2 separate regions of the Gossypium hirsutum genome follow, and region 1 is linked to region 2. The links are chromatin contacts, called in public Hi-C maps. All regions are on one chromosome and are shown on one strand. The core of a region is the stretch at or near the end of the contact, and the rest is flanking DNA. Distances in the headings are between cores, read along the strand shown.

Region 1 (6,613 bases), core at 259-2,758, 45 kb after region 2:
TTAATATATATGTTAGCAATAAAACTAATTCAATTAGTAATATTTAGTCACTTTCATGACTTATTTTTAGCAAAGAGAAAGAAAAAAATTTTCTTATTTTGAGGAGGATTTATTTTTTACTAGAGGTTTTACTCATCTTTCTAATTTCAAGTTTAAATTTGTACTAATTATTCTTCATTTTATATCAAACTATTGTAATATAGATGTAATAAATAAGCTTTTTTTTCTCATGTTATTATGCTAGAAACCAAACACAAATAAGATCACTAAAAAAATTAACAAGAATAAAAAAATATCCTATGCAATTTTATCTAATTACTCTCGCATTTCATTTTTATTAGGTTATTCTCTCTATAACATTAAACGTGTGCTCCTTGTCATCATCGATTGGTCCTTAGTCAAGTATAAATAACTCATAATAAGTACTATGTAATTTCGTTAATTATTTAGTGAGTCAAAATGTATGAAAAATTATCTCCTATCAATAAAATTTTTAAATTATTTGAATGAGAAAAATAAAATAAAATAAAATTTTAAATAAAATGTCCCATGATTCAAATATTATTATGGTATAAAAATAAAAATTTAAATTTAAATTATTTGCAAGCATATTTAGAAAGTGATAAGAGTAATTTTATTTGAGTGTAATTGTTTTTATTTATTCACGTAATTACTTAAATTCTCACTCTCCTTTAAGAATTGGAATATGATTAGACTCAATTCAATAAGATCCATTAATTATAGTAATTATCCAAATATATCACACACAATTATAAGTAAGTCACTCCAATCTAATTGTTAATTGGGTAAACTACACTATTAATCACTAATCTGTGGATAAGTTTTTATTTTGGTCACTTTACTAAAAAATTACAATTTGGTCATTGAACTATTCAAAAGTTTTTATTTTCAAATTTACTAGGTGGTTATGTTTGTTTAAAGTTCCACCAACGAGCTCCAAGCGACGATTTGATGATCGGTATAGTGATAAAGTGCAAGTCAATGAGTAGAAGAACATACCTTTAATCCAAGTTGATAGAAGAACATACTTTTGATCCAAGTTGATTTAATGGTCAATGTCGAAGATTGAAGAAAAAATGTGTTTGAATTTTGGTTCATAGATTTGTGATGTCCAAAGTTGTTTCATAAAAAGAAAACATAACTATAAAAGAGAGAAGAAAGAGAGAGAGCTTTTGATTGGTGTAGATAGTGCAAATAGAGAAAACTATATAATATCGATTTTAATAGTCTAATAATTTAAATAAAAACTTTGAAATAATTTAATAACTAAATAATAACTTTTTTTAAGTTAAAAAAACAAAATAAGAAATTACTGATTAATAATTTACCGTCGCTAATTTTACTAATCAAATAAAAAATAGAAAAACTATTCTACTCAACGGTCAATCTACTTTTAATATGGATCACAATTTATTATTTGAATTTAATTTTTCAATCTAATCAAATCCTGCCAAAAAGTATTGAACATCAAACGAGCTCCTACTGAACAAATGGTTGAGCCTAGCGACAGGTGGAGCAACGGAATAACCTAAAGTAGTCCCCACTCCCAAACTATATTTATTGAAGTTATTTTTATTTTTATTAGTGTTCAACATTTTAAAATTTTAAGTTTAGGTATTATTTTATGTAAATTATGTACGACTTCTGTTTATTTTTCTTTTTTTTTTCGTAAATATTGATATATTTGAATTTTGTTTGATTCCTCTTATTCCAATGTATGTTTTTATTTATAATTTCAATTATGATTGATTTGATTTGATAAAAATTTAAGTTTAAGCTTGGCTTGTCAAAAAATTTACTTTATTTGTTTAAAAATAATAATTTTTTTATTAAATTTAATTATAAAATATATAAATAATAATCTTATTTTTTTAATTTTTTTATTTATAAATAATAAAATAAATCAATTAGAACCAACTCGAGGTTAAAATATATAAATTTAAGCTCAACGCAAAAAGTATTAGATCGACTAAGATAAGTGGATTGCTTCACCCATGAACACCTCCACCATAAATGTAACTTAAAACAAAACAAAAAAAAATCATGTGTTGGATTTTTATTTAGTTTTTTTTTTATTTTTTAAACATATTTTTATTTATTTTTGTATTACAATTGTATTTAAAGTAAATATATTCTTATAAATTATATATAAATTTTTTTATATTCATGTTTTCTTTATGTTTCATTTTATATTCTCTCGTTTCTTATTTATTTTTCATACTTTATGTAGTATCCAAAATTATTACATAACATAACATAAATTAAAAGGGTTAAATTAGCTAAAAAGTTAATTATTTAAATAGATCGCTTTTTTTAAGTTAGAGAAATATGTTATTTTTAAAGAGAGAGTGTGAAAGCACGTCTAACTGGATGTACTTTCTGCACAATTGGCAACTGGACACGCATTCCCTTTTAAATCACATTTTCTAACTCTTTTAATATAATTAGTTTCTTTCGTAAAATGATTAAATATTAGTAGTTTTGTCTTTGAGTCTCGAATTCAATTCCTCTCCCACTCACATTCGTATTTCTTGTTTCAAGTTTTTTATTATTTTTAATTAATTTTTTAACATATCAACTCCTTTGGTTAAATGGTTAAATAAAAATGATTTTATCCTTAAGTTCCAGTTTCAATTCTTCTTCTAAACACATTTTTAATTTTTATTTCATAGTGTTTCAAGCATTTTTATTTTTAATTAAATATATATTATTTTCAATTTTTTTATTTTTTTATTTATTTTTAATTATAACTCTTTTATTCATAAAATCAAATAATAAATATGTAATTATGTAATAAAAATATATATTACATATATCATTATGTTAAAAATATTTGAAATTAATAAATCCTTTATATATAATATGAACATCAACTAATTTTTTTGATATATTTTTTTGATATATAATAATTATATGTCAAATATTATTTTTCTCCACGTATATTGTGGGTATGGTGATTTTTAATATTATAAAATGAAATAATTATTTCAAATATAATTTTTATTATATGTAAAATATTTCAAATATCATTGTTTTTTCATGTGCATTGTGGGTATGATATTTCAAATATTTTTATATATGAAATATTTCAATTAATTATTTCAAATATCATTATGTTTATATATAAAATATTTTAAATACACATACAAAAATATATTATACTAAAATTTACTACACTCATGATATGGATTGAAAATAAAAATTATATTTACTAAAAATAATGATATTTGTAATAATTATTTGATTTTATAAATAAAAAAGTTATTAATTAAACATAAAAAATTTAAAAACAATATATTCATTAATTAAAAATAAAAAAATTGAAACTGGAGTAAAAATTAGATATGTGTTTAGGAGAGGAATTGGACTTAAAACTTGAGGATGAAATCATTATTATTTTACCATTTAACCAAGGAGCTGATATGTTAAAAATATTAATTAAAAATAAAAAATTTCAAACAACATGAAATAAAAAATACAAATATGAGCTGAAGAAAAATCAAACCTGAGACTTAAGGACAAAACTACTATCATTTAACCATCTGACCAAAGAAACTGATTATATTAAAAAAATCAGAAAATGCGGCTTAAAGGGAAAGTGTGCCCAGCTGGGCGTGCTTTATTGTCAATTGTGTAGAAATCACACTCAATTAGAAGCACTTTCACATAGTTTCTCCAAAAACAGCCTATTTCTTTAAATTAAAAAAAAAGACCTATTTAGTCAAATAACTTTTTTTCGGCATATTTTGCTAATTCAACCAATTAATAGGGCTCTTTTTTTACTTTGTTACTACAAATTTTATTATTTATTAATATGTAAGAGAGGAAGCTAATTCTCATAAGACAATTTCTTTTTTACAAGTACTTCGATAACCACGGTGCCAAGTTCAAGGTGCTTGTTATTGTCGTAAAGTTTTCTGTGTGTCTTTGGAATCGGGGTAATTTTTATGATATGATTATTGTACTTCGACACTCATAGGTGTTGATTTCATGGTGAAAATTTTGAAAATTAAATAGCAAAAATTTTAATTTAATTTTAAAACCTTACATTTGACATCCACAAGTGTCAAGTTGCAAATTGAATTAAAAAAAGATAACATAATCTGATTACATTTTAACGAAAATATAAATTAGAGTTGATACTTGTTGGTGTCAAGTTTCTCTTAAAGCCCTTGGCAAAACCTTGAATTTAAAACTAAATTTTAACCAATCAAACTTGTTAGTTTCTCACAGGAAACTAAATTAAAATGTCTTCTACATTCTACCCTAAACCCTACATAGCTAAATACCTCCAAATTACAATTTCCAAACATATAGTAATGGTTGTCTAGTTACTGAAATTTGAACAAGGACATGTTGTCAAGAATGCAACAACATTGGAGTATTCTCTTGTGGGTTGGCTTCACAGCAATATGAATATATGTTCACATGACGAGAGAGTCATTAATCAATTAACGTGTGTCAATTTCTATCAAGCAAGCCAAATTAAGAGAGCTAATGACATTTTATCCTTCCTTTCCACTTTAATTGAATGATGGAGACCGAAGACTCATACGTTTCTCTCAAGCAACGAAGAAACAATAACATTGAAAGATGTAGCATTGTTGATGAGTCTTCTAATGGACAAGTGTCCTATAATAGGAAAAATCAAAGCACAACATAAGGTAGATCCTTTATGGATCTTTCAAAACATGTACCATGACCTTTCATCTAATTAGACTTCGGGTAAAGTTAGACTAGTTGTAAAGGTGATCTGAGCATCTTTTATAGAAATCAACACTCATTGATACTGATTTTCATGCTTGAGTGTACATTCTTCACTTGATTAGAGGTGTGCTGACGTTAAAAAAGTCTAGCAACTTAGTTCATACCATGTACCTCTAGCTATTATCAAAATTTTGATCGAATGTTACATACTATTTAGGCTCTACCATTTTAGCTTGCCTATACAGGGCATTGTTGTAACACCCCGAACCCGAGTCCGACACCGGAGTCGAACACGAGGTGTTAACAAACTTTGAAAAATTTCCAGACACTGCCCAATCTGTGTACTAGTCGCTTTAAAAATCATATCTTGAGCTTCACAACTCGAAAATCAGTTTCGTGATTTTTCCCTGAAACTAGACTCATATGCCCATCTGCATATTTTTTTCTAGAATTTTGATTGGGCCAATTAGTACAGTTTATTAGTTAAAGTCTCCCATGTTACAGGAATCGACTACCCTGACCTTTGCGCATTACGACTTGGATATCTCCTTGTACAGGGCTCCAATACTGATGCCGTTTATTTCTATAGAAACTAGACTCAGAGAGGAATCTATACATATATGGTATGACTCCTAATTATCTCTGGTTAATTTATAATCAATTTCCAAAGTCGGAACAAGGAATCCAGAACCCGTTCTGGCCCTGTCTCACGAGAACCTGAATATCTCTTAACATACTGTCCATATGATTGTTTCGTTACTTTCCTATGAAAGTAGATTCTTCAAGGTTTGTTTACATAATTTATTCACTATTTAATTCCATTCCTACTATTTTAGTGATTTTCCAAATCTACGTCACTGCTGCTGTCAGCATCTGCCTTTAAGGTGGGCTTTACCTATTTCATGGTTTCCATGATTCAACTAGCCCTTTTGGCATAAATGGCACAATTTATGAAAGTGATTAACCATCCCCGTGGCCAATCCTTGTCAAGCATATCCACACCAAATGATTATAACATTATACTCAAACACATATAAGCCATTTTCGCATGGCTATCCAAAACTTATACATCACATAAAGTACTCGAAAAACAACAATGGGTCGTCCTATACATGCCATATCAAAGTTCAACCAAAAGAGTACCCAAAAGAGCCTTTGATAGTGTGGGCGACTTCGACTTCAAGATCCCGAGTCCGATAGCTGGAGAACCAAAAATCTATAAAACAGAGGAGCAATGGAACGAAGTAAGCAATTTATGCTTAGTAAGTTTTGAGCAAGGAATTCCAGCATAACGAAAGAATAGCACACATTTAGCTAAACGGAATATTTCATAATACACAATTTTCCGATATCAAACTTACTTCACAACGTTAACCCTTATGTACATACACAAAAGACCAACTTAACCGAAGGCCGGTAGCTCGTTCATCAACTGAGCGAATATTTATTTGTAAGGGCTCGATTAAATTCAACACATACGTAACATATCCCAATATTGGGATGTTTTTCGAGTATTAGCTGGAATTTTACAGCAAGCTCATTCATTTCCAAATCACGTACCTTCGGAATTTAACCGGATATAGCTCCTCGTTCAAGTGCCTTCGGGACATAGCCCGGTTATAGTAACTCATACAATGCCTTCGGGACTTAACCCGGATTTTAAAACTCGCACGAATGCCTTCGGGACTTAACCCGGAATTAGTATCTCGCACAAAGGCCTTCGGGACTTAACCCGGAATTAATAACTCGCACAAATGCCTTCGGATCTTAGTCCGGATATAGTCACTTAGCACAAAGCCTTCGGGACTTAGCCCGGACAGCATTCAATTAATCATGCACATCTAACAATAATTCATGGCACATTCGTATTTCTTTTTCATTAGCA
Region 2 (6,599 bases), core at 1,832-4,331:
ATAGATTATAATAAAAGATATAGTCTCAATAGGCATGTGTAATTTAATATATTACAATACATGTCTATAACTAGTAATAAATAAAATATTATTAAAAAAATTAATATCTTTATTAAAGTATATTTTGAATTGGGTATTAACTTTAAAAAATTGTATATGGATATTGGGTTTAATTCCTTTTTATTTGGGACTTGAGATTTGGGCTTTAATTTATTTATTTTGACTTTGAGTAATAATGGGTATATTATTTGGGTTTAGGCTTAGTATAATATATTTGGAGTTTGAAATAAGTATTTTAGAATATGAGTATTAAGTTTATAAATTTAATAAGAAAGATAAAATTTATTCAATTTTCAATATTATATAATAATAAACAATAAAATATATTTTTTTCAATTCGTATACATATCATATAATAAAATTTACATATGATTAGCAATTTAATTATTATATATAAAAGAATTCTAGTAAATCTATATAATTTATTATTTTTATGAGATAAATCTGGATTGTGTTGTTATCATATTAAAGTAAAATGAATTATTACATTGGAAAATAAAAAAAAATTATAAATAAGAAATTTCAAAATTATTTGAACTCATCAGAACTCGTGCAGCTTGATCCGAGCCCAAATATGAAAAATTTCAAGTCGAAAAGAGCTAATCTCGGGAAAATCTAAGTCCGAGCTAATCCAAGCTTGAGAAAATTTAAATCTAAAGAAAGCCTGATCCAAGCCTATCTGTTTTCCACCTCTAATTTGGAGGGTATTTGATTTCAAATGGGAAGCTCTTAGAAAAAGAGACTTTTTTTTTTGGTACAAGAAGAAGGATAAAGCCCATAACTAGGCTAGGCGAGGTTAAGCTATTCGAGAGCAATCATTATGTAGCAGTTGAAAAACTTCATTCGACGGTTGCATGTAGATTTACTTTAGTAGCGAAATACATTGTGACTTCTATAAGTTTAATATTTGTTTTTTTATTAAACGTATGCGATTAGGTTTAGTTATTTGTTTTTGTAATTTCATTTAATTTTTTTTAGGTTTTTTGCATAATATTATATTATCCACGTGAAATTGATAATTTGAAGAAAAATACTTCTTGAACTTTCATTACCTGATTTAGTATTTATTAACCAAGTTATTTCAAGTACCATAAATAATAATACCCATAGATTAATATTTTAAGTACTATATGGACATTTTAAAATATAATACCACATTAGACATTTTATGAAAGTACATGTATCAAATGTGACATTATTTCATTTAAACAATGAAATAGACGATAAGTACATATTTTTATAATGAAAAATAATAAGAATTCCTCTTAATTTATACAAATAAAAAAGTCATGATAATAAATTTAGCCCTCAATGTTTCTATTTTTTTTATCACTTTGGTCCTTATTCATTTTTTGAGCTAGATTTGGCCCTTAACCTTTTAAAAAAGAGTCAAACAACTTTTTTAATAGAAATGATGACTAAAACATTCATTTTGAACACCGCTGGCTTGACAGCTCGCATGGTAGTCCATGTGCATGTCATGCTAACATAACACCATTTGTCTTATATGTCAAGTCAACAAATAATTAAAAAATTATTAAAATCAAAATAAAAAATATATAAAAATTTTATAAAAAATCAAAAAAAGAAGCAACATGGAGTACATTGTCATGTTTAAAAAATTAACATTTTAATTAATATTAATCATTAAAAAATTATTTCAACTGTTTTTCAAAAATTTGATGGTCAAATTTGATTTTTTTTTAAAAAGGTTAAGGGCCAAATTTTGCTAAAGAAAAAAGGACCAAATTGACAAAAAAATGTAAGTACTAAGGGCTAAGTTTGAGATTATACCAAATAAAAAATATAAAAACATTTGCGTGCTGCATTCATGATTTCAAACTGAAATTGTTAATATTTTTTAAGATCCAATAGATAATATTTTAAGAGGCAATAGATAGGGCTATAAAATGACAAATACCATGTCGCAGACAGTGCAATAAGATAATAGGACAGACACTGGTACAAGAAAAGGTATCACTGCCTATGTTTTGTTTTAAACTCTTTTTATGAATAAAAAGTTGTGAGAGAATATTAAAGTCTCAAATAAAATGTAATATCTGCACTAAGTAACTAGTTTTATATTTATTGAAGGCATCAAATCTCCGAATCTAGCCAGGCAATGACGGCCAACGATCCAGATCTGGACTACTCATTGGCGCATTTCATACCCACCCTTTCCTCAAGATCCCAAAACCCATTTTAATACTTTATTTTGTCACAAAATATCTAACCTTTTCTAATTAGATTGTTATTTTGATATAACAAAATCTTAAACTTAATTGGTTTGGGTTTATATTTTGATAAATCATTTTTAAAATAATCTAAAAAAATATATATGTTGTTAGTGTAATCTGAAGGTCTAAAATGAGTTTTTAGCTTTATGAATCCATTTAAAATGCATGAAAGCAGTTTACCATACAAAAGAATATCAAGAGAAAACATCCTTGCATTAATGTTTCTTCTCTTTGATTTTTGTTGTGCTTTATATAGTTAATACTTCTTGTACTATCTTAGAGTATTCAAAAAGATGATGCTTATCTTTGAAAAAATAAAATAAAATTCTGGTGTTGACAAATGAAGTTAAGACAATTTCTATTTCTATTTCTATTTTATATGATGTAGAAGCAAATCTTTTAGATTTAAATATTTTTAAAAAATTACAATATTATTTTTATTTACTTTCAATTTTTTTATATAAATATTTATGAAAAAGATTTTGAAATTTAATCAAATAATATTTCTAAAGTCATAAAACAAAGCGTACTTTGTTAAAGTTCAAAAACTCAAAATTAATATGGAAAAATAGAAAATCAAACCGAATCATTACAATATGAGAAAGTCAAAAACTTGATCCAACCTAAACTCAATCTTGTATAGTCCAACACAAATATTTTATATACAACATGTCAAAAATCATATATCTAAATCTAAAACCAAAATCATTCAACAATTTAAGGAAAAATTAAAAATATTGTTTTCTCTTAAAATTTTATTTATTTATTTATTGAAACAGAAAACGAATATGCTTTAAAGAGGTAACTCGAAATCCACAAATTAAATGGCTAAACAACAGTTGGCCCAATAGCTGTCGCAATATTACTAGCAACCGAGGTGGTACCTTGGGCTTTCCTAAATCATTAAAGAAAGAAATGAAAAAAACTTAATACCTAAGGAGAAATAAAACCTAATAACAAAAACCTCTAACCCTTTTGGGTTCCTAAACACATTTCCTCTTTTTTACATCTGCAACTATCACCGGAGCCATCTGGTTTCTTCCATCACTGTATTGTTCTTCGAAAACCATACCAGACCTCTCCAAAGCCTGAGTTCTTCGGAGAAAATATGTACCATTTTTCTTTAAAAACACCATCACCAAACTCAGAATGGTAACACAACTCCTTTAACATTCCAAAACCCTTCTATGATCGTTGACAATGATAGGCTCTACTTCCGATGATACCTCTTCCATCCAGTAGATTAGGTCAGATAGATTGTGTCCTCGTCCTACTAAGGCATGTGTTGCTTCATATGTATTTTGAGGGGTATATTCAAAAGATAAGAGAACAAAGCTGGATCTTTTCCTCTTTATTTCATCAATTAAGTTGCCTATAACCGATTTATCTTTTAAATCATACTTGATTTTTTTAATAATGGTTAGGGCATCACCTTCCACAACCAGATCTAGAAAGCCCATTTCTTCCCCGAAAATAATAACTTCAAGACAAGCCTTCGCTTCTGCTGTAATCGGATCCCCAGTTCTTCCTAGTGGGTAAGTACTAGATCCCACAACAAAGCCATCCTGATCTCTTGTAATGATTCATGTTGTCGCTTTCATTTCCTGTTGATAGAATGCTACATCAAAATTAATCTTGCCTTGTTCTGGGGGTCTGCAAAAATCCTCCCTTGGTTTAATATTAGATTCTGTAATGGATTTCATTTGATCCAACTCCAAGGCGTAGGCTTTAATTATAACGCCCCAAAATTGAGGTTAGAATTATTCAGGCTAGTTGGTTGGATTAGTGGTTCAGTAGGACTGTTAAGTTAATTTTCATGCTTTAGGAGCAAAATGAGTTTGTTGGTTTAGTGGCTAACTCTTTGGTAGCTTATCTTTGGTCTTGGGTTTAAGTCACATGTATGTAATGTGAGAATTTTTTCAAAGTATTTTTGTTTTTAATTCTTTAAAAATTAAAATTTGAGGGGTTTTGACAAATTTGATATTGTTTAATTTTTTGTTTTGAAATTTATTTTAATAGTAATAATAAATAAATTTGTTTGGTTGTTAATGATTAATTAAATAATAATTTTTATTTGAATATTTTGATTTATTTTGTTAGATTTAAAAAAAGGGAAACCCCCAAATGTTTTGCTCACGTTAGTCTACTTTTTTCTCTTCTTCTCTCTCACGTTGCTCTCATTTCCTTCCTCTTTCAGTTTCAATTTTTGTTTTTTTATTTATTTGGCCATTGTGTTTTCTTTGTGCCTTTATCAGTTTTGTTCTTGATTAACAGTTCATCTCTATTAGAATATCAATGCTTGGTAAATTGTGTCTTTTTGGTTATGCATTAAAGCCCTGATTTCGGTCGTTTCATTAGAGGAATTGTGTGTTCATTTGCTAAATTGCTAAAATTTAACGGTTTTGTGGAGGCAAATCAATTAGTTCTTGGTGCTTGAGATCTTGATATAAGGTGTGTTTTCGAAACTGTTGTAGTTAGGGATCAAATAGTCGATGAATTTCATGATTTTTAGTCAATTTTGATGTGATTTCAGGGCCGCATGAGCAATCACATGGGTGTGTGCTAACACGGGCGGTCCACACGGCCATGTGTCGCTATAGGAATTAGGTTACTTGTAACACGCCTTACCCGTGTCCGATGTCGGGACAGGGTAAGAGACATTACTAGACTTAAACATAACCAATCATACAAAATCGGGCCATAAAATTTCATTCAATTTAAAACCATTCATACACATGCATATCGTCCCTTATGCGGGCCTACAAGGCCTAAAACATGCATTAGAAGTGGTTCAGGACTAAATTAGAAACTTTAGAAAACTCAAAAAAAAAATTCATCAAAACAGGGGTCACATGCCCGTGTAGCTTGGGACACGCTCGTGTTGGTAGGCCGTGTGGTCACACATGCCTGTGTCTACATCCTGTTTAACTCTCTGTTTATGACGTCATACACAATTTGGGGTCACACGGCCAGGTCACACGCCCATGTCCCGGGGCCGTATCCTTCACATAGCTAATACATACGGCCATGTCTCTGTCCGTGTGGCGAAGAAAATGGCTATTTACCAAGCCATTTGCACCCCATTTGCACCTCATTTGCTCACTCACATACACACTTTCAATGAAACTTAACATGGCACAATTAAGCTACCAACATAACCATAATCAAGGCTTAAACATATCAAAACAATTATTTACTATTCATAACAAAACTATCCACTTGAGTCATAGTCACTAAATTATTTATATCTTGAGCTACAGAATTCTAAATTAAGATCTGCTTGATTTTTCTAAAACTAGACTCAAATATATTCTTTTCATAAAATTTTCAGAATTTATGGTTTAGCTAATAAGTACATTTAATTCTTCAAATTCATCCATGTTTTGCTATTTGATAGTTTTGACTTTTCTTCACTAAAAATTAATTATCTCTTAGTACGAGATTTGGATGATCTTTTCATTTGTTTATCTTGAAAATAGACCCATTAATAATTTAAAAGTATAAATTTTAACCCCCAAGTATTTTTATACGATTTTTAATGATTTTCCAAATTCAGAATAGGGGAACCCAAAATCATTCTGACCTTGTCTCACAAAACTTCAAATATCTCATACAATTAAATTTTTTTACTTACACCGTTTATTCTATGTAAAACTAGACTGAATAGGCTTTAATTTCATATTTTATTCAACCTCTAATTTGATTTCCACAATTTTTGGTGATTTTTTAAAGTTACACTACTGCTGCTGTCCAAAACTATTTTAATACTAATTTTACTCTTTCATGATTTTTTGTATTAACATTCATTTAGACATACAAAGCACCAAAGCATATCCATAACTACCATTCCAATAGCTAGTCATTATCAAATATTTTCATGCCATTCATTGGCCAATTTAACCTATACATCGACAATAAATACTTAAACATATCATTTCCTTACCTTCATATACATGCTCATAACATCATACTTTATCAAGTCCACACATACCCAATCACCTTCAACATAACAGCTTCCCACATGTATCATCTAGTCTAATTTCATTAACATACCATTATAAACCACATCACAATGACATTGGCATAGGAATATGAGTAATTAATATGCTTACAACTCATTAGCCAATATAAGCCAATTTATGTAGCTACATACCAAATCAAATCCTTAATCATTACAAGCCAATACATTTGGCCATATCATAATGACACATACACAAAATGACTAAGCCCCTATACATGCCATAGACTCAAGGGTTTGCATTCATTTACCCAACATGATAGCTTGATAGAGTGATAGCATCT

Evidence for each region. A called contact is a pair of places that touch in the nucleus more often than the background predicts.
Region 1: a contact with region 2 is called in a Hi-C map of leaf, with 1.8 times the contacts expected there. The contact joins the enhancer-like site here to the promoter of LOC121219439 in region 2. A contact is called at or near these places in 5 of 34 Hi-C or Micro-C datasets (callus, leaf and petal).

The regions. Positions count from the first base shown.
Region 1 is chrA03:48,372,078-48,378,690 of Gossypium_hirsutum_v2.1, forward strand. No RefSeq gene overlaps it. Among protein-coding and RNA genes, the nearest start is that of LOC107887863, 13 kb to the right of the region's middle. Within about 2 kb of position 1,509, at least 1 of the 9 cell types and tissues checked has an H3K27ac peak or open chromatin away from gene starts, as enhancers often do. A contact at or near this core is called in leaf, where this site is marked.
Region 2 is chrA03:48,325,150-48,331,748 of Gossypium_hirsutum_v2.1, forward strand. LOC121219439 reads left to right here and starts at 3,082. Exons shown (of 2, transcript XR_005916205.1): 1 at 3,082-3,832.